Regions from separate parts of the Mus musculus genome. Here region 1 is linked to region 2. The links are chromatin contacts, called in public HiChIP or PLAC-seq maps. All regions are on one chromosome and are shown on one strand. Each heading gives the region's core, a stretch centred on a gene start, on an enhancer-like site or on the middle of the called end of the contact. The rest is flanking DNA. Distances are from core to core; before and after follow the strand shown.

The links. HiChIP or PLAC-seq counts read pairs in DNA pulled down with a chosen protein or histone mark.
Region 1: an H3K27ac HiChIP or PLAC-seq map of neural progenitor cells shows a contact between it and region 2, with 7 times the contacts expected there. The contact joins two enhancer-like sites. A contact is called at or near these places in 1 of 484 Hi-C or Micro-C datasets (the 3T3-L1 cell line), 3 of 115 datasets of contacts at active chromatin or transcription factors (embryonic basal ganglia, neural progenitor cells and pancreatic cancer cells) and 1 of 9 other capture datasets (embryonic tail).

The regions. Positions count from the first base shown.
Region 1 is chr11:113,014,068-113,018,553 of GRCm38.p6, forward strand. No RefSeq gene overlaps it. Among named protein-coding and RNA genes, the nearest start is that of Gm39467, 120 kb to the right of the region's middle. RefSeq lists an enhancer at 1-894. Within about 2 kb of position 3,179, at least 46 of the 459 cell types and tissues checked have an H3K27ac peak or open chromatin away from gene starts, as enhancers often do. A contact at or near this core is called in embryonic basal ganglia and neural progenitor cells, where this site is marked.
Region 2 is chr11:112,838,238-112,842,398 of GRCm38.p6, forward strand. No RefSeq gene overlaps it. Among named protein-coding and RNA genes, the nearest start is that of 1700012H19Rik, 15 kb to the left of the region's middle. Within about 2 kb of position 2,269, at least 39 of the 459 cell types and tissues checked have an H3K27ac peak or open chromatin away from gene starts, as enhancers often do. A contact at or near this core is called in embryonic basal ganglia and neural progenitor cells, where this site is marked.

The DNA.
Region 1 (4,486 bases), core at 1,929-4,428, 180 kb after region 2:
CTAGCTCAGATGGAGCTGGGCTCCAGCTCCACGGCTCACCTCCTCAACTTTGCCTCCACCCTTCCCTGTGCCCCCACAGCATGGCAAATAATAGCCCATTTTTTATATGGAAAACACTAAACTAGGACTGCACCTTTTAAAAGATATTTCCACTTCGCAGCTTGAAATCATATTTTACCCCTCTCCCATTCCCCACAATCACCTCATGGCACACCCAACACACACACACACACACACACACACACACACACACACACACACACACCATGCACATTTCGCTACCAGACTTCTCTAAGCCACTCTAATTGAAAAGGCATGATTTAGGCTAATTGACAGCAGATGGAATCGGCTGCAACATTTGGAGAAGCTTTGGCTGATGATGATTTACAACAATGAAGCGAAACTCCCCCTCTCCCCCTCCCCCTTTATATTTTTCTTCAAGCTCCGTGGCCAGAACAACTCGGCAGAAATGAGAGGAGGGGGGAAAAAAGTAATTAGTGTTTAATTTTTTAACAATTTTTAACTCCCTTTTTAATTGCTTTACATAAACCTGTCCTAGAATTTTACAGCCTTCAAATCTCTGTCTAAGTCTGGTCCCTTTCTGGTTTTAATTACACGGAGGCTTGTCTGGCACATTAAATTAGAAGGAAAAAAAATGCACACACAATTTCAGAAATATGTTGCTGCTGGACTCCCAACTGAACATCTAATATTTCAGTGTGAGAAGGGGAAGCGTGGCCTGGGAGAGCCAGGGAAGGAACAGATGGGGACCAAGGGACTCTGCAACACTGGTACGCCAACCGAAACCTGTCTGCTGGAATCCCTGGGAAGGAATGAGCTGTCTGGGGCAGCACCTGATGGCTTCTGGTGGCCCTGTGAACTCAGTGGAACTCACTTCCCCAAGACTGTGTGAATTCTTTCAGGCCTTGGGCAGATTTTAGGCTCTCTCTCTCTCTCTCTCTCTCTCTCTCTCTCTCTCTGTGTGTGTGTGTGTGTGTGTGTGTGTGTGTGTGTACACGTAGAGGTGCTCACGTGTGTACAGGAAGCTGTACATATGCTCGTTGCATGCATGTGGAAGTCAACCTTAGCTGACATTCATTCCTCAGGCACTACCCACCTACAGGGTTTTTTATTTTGATTTTTTTTGGGGGGAGGGGGGTTGTTGTTGGGGTTTTTGTTTGTTTTTTTGTTTTGGTTTTGGTTTTTTTTTTTTTTGTTTTGTTTTGGTTTTGAGGCAGCAGTCTCTCATTGAAACAAGTAGGCTAGGCTACCTCACCAGGAGCCCACAGGGATCTTCGTGTCTCCACCTTCCCAATGCTGGGATCACAAGTGTGTGCCACCTTGCCTGGACAAGCTCCCCACACCTTCCTATTTCTGGTGAGGGTTCCTGCGTTGGCCCTTGGGCCCTCTGATGAAGCTATCTCCCCTAGACATAGGCAAACTGCTTGAGTCTCTGCTTGCTTCTCAGCAGTCCATTGAAGGACAGCAGCCAGAGAGATAGAACGTGCATAGACCAGGAAGATGGGTTTCCTGAGTGCAGGTCTCCCGGGACGAGAGTCTCCAGGAAGCAGATCCAAGGCTGTCTGCACTCAGGTTTGCATTGTCTTCCCAGTGAGAGGCCATGTAAAGTCCAGAGCCTGCACCTCACAATGGAGCATTCTGTTACCCAGTATGGTGGCTGCCAAGGTAATGCAGCTATTAAAATTTTTACAAACGTCAAATACCATTGAAAGTTCCCTTTTTGGTTGCCCTAACCACATTTCAACTCACTCGTAAGGCTGGCAAAGTGAGCCCTCATGGGGGAAGGGCTCTGTAACACACTGGGTAGCACAGACTGGGGCATTTCCATCTCCCAGGCAAGCTCCTTCAGAAGAGGACAGGGCTACTCCTAACTGCTCCACTGCTCCGTGGTTAGTGGAGAGGCTGCTGGCATCGGAGCCAGTTAGAAAAGCAAGCACAAGCAAACCGGAACTTGCAGGGGGTTGGGGGGGGGGGCGGGGAATGAGTAAGTGAGGATTCCAGGGTGCTTGCAAGGCTGTGGCCTGCTGGCTGCTCAAGGGGCACATCTGAGTCTCCTGAAGTGGCCTGCGAGAGGGTGTGAACTCTGGGGTTATGTGGGACTCTGGACACTTTCTTTTTTCCTTCCCTTCCTTCCTATGCATGCGCATGTGCTTGTGTGTGTGTGCACGCGCACGTGTGCACATGCGTGTGCCTTCTATCTATCCATCCATCCACGTGCTTCTTGATGCCTGTGTGAGTGGTACCATTGGGCATGCCTCATGATGAACACGTGGAGGTCAGAGAGGCAGGGTCTCTTGTTCACTGGCTCAGGAGTTTCCTGTCTCTACCTCACCATAGTAGCCCAGGGATTACCAATGCTCTCCCTACATCGATTCCCACAGTTGTGAGGCAAGAGCTTTATCCACCAAGCTATATTTTTGTTTAAGTGATAGCTCTGGACCTCCACAGTTACATTTATTTCTTTAAACTTCTTAGGACCCTGATTTTATTAATAAATAGCACTGTCAAATACTGTCTTGCCAGAAAGACTTCCTTGGAGCTGCGTTTAGTGTAGGGAGTCCTGTCTGTCTCAGGAATGCTGGGAGGAGGGCGAGCTACAGTGGGGGGGGGGGGCAGGGAGGGGGGGGACAACCCTGAGGCATTGAGTAGCGTGACTGCCTGGGGCCAGAGCAGGCAGTGGTGCGTGGATTCCCTTCAAGATGAGAGAGAAGATGCGGTTGGGAGCCACATGCCATCAACTGACCTCAGAGCATGAACCTCACAGAGCCTAACCCTTCAGGCCCCTCAGGCCTCTGCTTGTCTTCATTAGCACTGAGGCCACACACCCCATGGGCAAGACCCTGCTCCAGCCTGCCCAGGGTTTCTCCAGGACTCGTGCTGGGGGGCAGAGCCCTGCCTGGCGCCTCTGGGCAAGCAGCTTTGGGGATGGAGCCAGGCCAACACTGGCTCCCCACACTCGGTCATTACCTATTGAGAACCCAGGAGTCATTACAATTAAAACACATTGCAAGGGGTTTAGGGTGGGGGTGGGGGTGGGGTGCTTGGGGAGGTCCCTTTAGGAAGGAACACTGGGATTAAAAGAAATTAGAGCAGTTGTCATGGCAACACAACCAGGCTGGGCCTACCCAGTGATTATTTCAATGGGAACAGGATGGAGGGCAAAGTGGGGCTGCAGAGGGGGTGCTGAGCTGCACAGGCAACAGGCAAAGGCCTTGCTTTCCCTCTCAGAAAGGGACCCAGTGGCCTGGGAGAATTGTCCCCAAAGCTAACCACAACTGCTTTCTTATTCTCAGTAACTCTTGCTTATCGCTCATGACATGAAGCTCGAGGGAGACAGGCCTCTGTCCTCAGGGAAGTCTCCACTCCAGATCTCTGTTTAGAAAGTGAGAAACTCCCCCAAAGGTCCCCTTCTCTCACTGTTCTCTGGGGATGGAATGGCCTGGCCTGGTTTCCTATCTCTTTAGCTTTGGCAGGCCCCAGGTAAAAACCTATCCGTCCTTTTGTCTAAGTGGCATCCAAGAAACCTGAACTGGAAGGCTCAGGGGAGCAGTAGGGGGGTTGGGGGGGACAATCCTGGAAGGGGACAGATTTTGGAAGCAGGCCCATGATAATGAGCAAGAAGGATTCAGTGTCTGGGATACCTCCAGGTATCAGCACAGGATTAGGGTCCCTACAGCATGAGAATCCTCCTTTGGCAGGGCTAAAAGGACTGCACAAGAGAAAATAGCAATTAGTTCTCTTAGTCTTTCTGTTTGTCTGCTCCTGGCTAGGCTCAATGGCCCCAAGCAAGTCTGGCAGATGGGCCAGGAGAACCTGTTTGGAACCTTCTGAGGAGAAGAGGGTACACTGGGGGTAGGAGGAGCCAGCTGGAGGGACAGTCTAGTCTGCAGCCTGGAGGGGACACGCTGAGGTTGGTTGCACCCACAGCAGTTCCTCCGGCTAGACCTTTGTGTGGCCGAGGGTGGCAAGGAGGCTAGAACTCTAGAGACTGTGAAGGGACTCAGGGATGCCAGGTGGCTGGAGACAAGTCCTGGTCCTGCTTAGAAGCCAAAGCTGGAGACCCAGCCAGGATGAACCATCTAGAAAGTCCACCTCTCCCAGGCCTCTGTTTTGCCCTCTGAAGATGATTGTTTCCAACCTTGGGTAAGCACTGTCAGTCATTTGGGCTATCAACAGGGCTGTAGTTTGCATCTGCAAGGTCCACTGTGTCCTTGTGGAAAACACATGAGCATCACTTTTAGCCCAAGATCGACCAAGTGCATCACCTCCAACAGTGCTCTGGACATCTCCATTCCTGTAGCTGCAAAAACACTGCCTCATTTACAGTTTCATCCTGGGGTCGGGAGGTGACAGATGCCAGGCCTGGCTCCAGGGTAATTGGCTTTCCCAATTTGTTTAGGTCTGAGAAAGACAAGGTTTATTTTAAAATGAAGACAGTCCTGGGTAAATCAGAATGGCCTGGTCA
Region 2 (4,161 bases), core at 1,019-3,518:
CACCCTTCTCAGTAGCCCCCATCATGTGCCCAAGACACCACTCTTCCTAAGGACAGCCAAGTGTCTTGAGTTCTGAGGTCAGCCTTGGAATCCATGTTAAAAGGGATTGGAGTAGAGAAGATGGCCCAACGGCTAAATCCCTTGCTGCACAAGTAAGAGAGGCTCCTGATTTTGGATCCCCACAACTCAAAACAATGCTGGGGGTGGGGGTGGGGTGTTGGACCTGCCATGACTGAAGCAGACCAGGATCCCTGTAGCTATCAGGTTAGTGAAACTATAAGACTCTGGTGAGCCTTAGCTTACTGAGTGAACCCCTGAGTGAACCCTGCAGAGCCGGGAACTGATACAAAAAGCAAGAGGAATTTATTGTTCCAGTGAACTGGGGTCATCCCAGACCCGAAGGAGAGGCGGCGACCCCCAGCGGCCTGTTCAGCCAGTTTTTATATGGTTTCCAGGGGCAGAATAGAGCATCAGCAACTAGGCATGACATGATTGGTGGAACAGTGCGTCCTTTAAGCTGACTAGTCTTTAGGGAATGAGGCAGTAAGAGTTTACTCAGCCTCTTCCTTTGGGCCTATGTGCTCTCTGACCCGTCTCTTCCAGGAGGGGAGGGGTCCGATGGAATTTTCCAACAGCTCTGAGTTGACCTCTTCAAAACCATTTGATCAGCAAGCTCTGGGTTTGACTGACAAACCCTGCCTCCAATGGAGGTGAAAGGCTGATAAAAGATTCCTGACATCAACCTTGGGCCTCCACACACACATGCACACATTGGCGTACACACCCATGTGAGCATGCATACACACATTTACACGCACATGCAAAGAGGTAATAAAAAGGCTGGTACTGATCATTCTAGTCATGAGGAGAGGAGAGAGGTGGATCCAGGCCATTAAGAGACCCTGTCTCAATTAAAAACAACAACAAAAAGCAACACCTGAAGGACAATATCATACCATCTAGCTTCCATATGTACATTACCACATACAACACCCTTCCAGCACACACTGATAATGGGATTCCTTGACTAATAGAATCATCAAACTACTTAAGATAGACAGTGAGATATAACGGTATAGATAATTGGTTAAAAAAAAAATTCTGCCCTTTGTTCTCTTTGTGGCTGCTTTAAATGAGTTTAAAAACAGGATTTAACAGCTATTGATTCTTACCAACCTAGGCCTTCCTACCTCACGGCCATAATAAAACACCTCCCTATTTATTTTCTGGTTCGTCATTATCACTATCTGTAGGCACATCATTCGTACACATCCCTGTCTCAGTTTGTCCGTTTCTTCCATTAAGATGGAAGGTCATAAGGGCAGAACCCTCTCCTACTAGATCCCCAGTGATGAGAGGCTAGGTTGGCATACAGTCGGCGCCTAATACCTGTTTGTCGAATTAATAATTAAGAGATTACCCAGAACTGGAAATCTCACAAGATCTCATGAATTCTTCAGGGACCATCGCTTGACTTTTTTTTCCACTTACTTCCTTGCGACCCACTGTGGTTCTTGGCACTTAGTAGGACCTCAGTAAATACAGTCATTGAGTTGAATGTCACGAAGGAGCCTTCAGGGATGCCATGTCCTACTTTTAAAAAGCTCTTTAGGAGAGGACAAAGGCATAGAAGATACTGTCGGGGACCCAGGATTCCAGCTTGGCAGGATAGAGACAAAGAGTTCAATGGGTTCATTTGCATTTTGTTTTGCATAAATATGCAAGCTGAGTGGCTGAGCCCGAGTCTCCAAAGATGTCAAATGGCAACTGGCTGTGTTTTCAAATAGGATATTCAGTTCTTATTACACAGAGGATTCCCACCCCAAAGAGGTTGCTACTTCTGTCCTTGTTTTGGTGAGACACCACCCCTACCCTCCCACCCCCTCACCCCCCCACCCCCGATCTCCTCTAAACCAGTGTCCCTAGAGAGAGCTTTTCCTGTTGCTGACCATCTCCCCACACTCACTCCCTGCAGAAACCTCCGCCAGCCGGTTTAAGGTGTGGTGGACTCTAGAGAGGGCCCTGTTGACAGAGCTTAAAACAACCTCCCTTTTCACCCTTAGGCTCCACAGACGCAAAGAGCCAAGTTGGGACAGCGACTTTGTCCTGGCTGAGGCTGCAGGTGCAGGAGTTTCAAAAACACAAAATGACGCTTAAATAAAAAAAAAACAAAAAAAAACAAAACAAAACAAAACCCCTCCTCTTTACTGAAGCAGGTCCCAGTGCTGGGAAGCTTGGGGTTTCCCCCCTTCAGTTAATCCAGTCGCCCTGATTTGCATGGGATTTGCATAAACAGCACGTCGTATTCAAATAGCCCTCACTTCAAGGGCCAAGATTAAGGTTGAGGATTTGTCCCACCCGCAGTAGTTTTGTTCAACCTCTACTGCTTAGAAGCTCGGACACCTAAAATAGCTCTTTATATACTGGTCCAAGTGAAAAAGATACATAAGAGGGGATGCAGAGCCCTGGCAGAGAGGCGGGCCTATCCACCGCCCCAGTCTCGCTCTCTCCCAGGACGGGAAGTGGAACGCAAAGTTATTTTCAGACCACTCCCAGTTCTGGAATTCTCTATAAATCTCTGCTGGATGCCAGGTACCTAAGGGTAGGCCTCTCACCAAATACTGGGAGGATGCTACAAGCAAGATACAGTAGGAGCCAGAGTTAGCTTGTGCTAATATTTGTTGAAGGTGTTTCTAAGGCACTGACGAAGAAAGCAGATGAGACCAGACTAGGTAGAACTGGGCAGAGAGAAGAATGTCTGTCCAATTCCTAACTAATGTTGCAACCCTTTAATACAGTTTCCCCCAATCATAAAATTATTTTTGTTGCTACTTCATAACTGTAATTTCACTACTGTTATGAATCGCAATGTAAAGAACTGATTTGCAGGATAGTTGATATCCAACCCCTGTCATTTGATTTCAAGGTAGTCGCAGCGCACAGGATGAGAAACACCAGATAGATAGTGACCAGCCCTTTATGGAATGCATGGGTCATAGGAGATCCCTTTCCGTCCAGACCTGACAGGAGGCTAGACTGGAGAGAGAGGGAAGGGACAGATCCTAAGACCCTTGGAGCCTGGTTGGCTTCTGAAACTGCCCATCTCTGCTCCTTTACCAAACTACCTGGGTCATTTCCCTGTATCTGGGCTTTGTGATGAAGAGGGCAGAAAACCAGAGCATGATGATACACTGGTAAACTCAGAATTTGGGTCTAGTGCCAATTCCAACTCTTGAAAGCTGAGAACTCTACGCCAGTATTAAACTCCTTCGTTTGTTTTATATTCCTCATGAAGCTTAGACTTTTAACACTAGTTTAGTGGATCAACTCTAGAACCCTGATGCTTGGGAGGACTTGATGGCTGAGAGTACAGCCAGGATGAAGAGTATGAACTTGAAACAGTGAGTCTTCATCTCAGAAGACAAAGCAAAATTCTGTGTGGGTTACCCTTGTAAGCCAGTCAAGAATGAGAAAGAACATCACTTGATGCTAAGGGAGGCTGGAGGGAAGCAGGGTTTACCGCTCTGGTTTTAAAGCATCCGGGTCCACAGTTTTATATTTATGTCTGGACTCTCCTAACACATCTTAGGACTGATTTGGTTTTCATCTTTTCTTTCCCATTGTCTTTCACAGGAGTTGAGACACAAGGCACTAGAGATTTCTGGAACCTGCTTGCCTATAGACAGCACCCCAGCCATGGGATGGCTGCACAACCCCAGCTCCTGTGTAGAGACAGAGACCCAGGGAGATGTCACCACTTGCTACCTCAAAGAGTAAGGGAACCGCAGCCTCTCTAAAAGGAGGGCTTTTCTCAGTTCCAGCATGTAGGAGTTTGAGGTTGGAGGATGGTGAGTTTGAGGTGGATAGAGGCTATAACAAAACACTACCTCAAAAATAAAAAAAGATCTTCTCAACGGGAAGGGCATGTTTGGCTTTCCAGAGTCTTAAAATGGACAGGAACCAAACATCTTTTAACACTGTGGACATAACTGATGCTAACTACCTCTGAGGCTCAGGTGGCGTGGATGTCTGGCGGGTATGTTTAAGTCTAGACTGTTTTTAAGACCCTTGGTTCCTCCTGCACACCATATCTCTGTATTCTTTCTCTCTCTCTCTCTCTCTCTCTCTCTCTCTCTCTCTCTCTCTCTCTCTCTCTCTCAA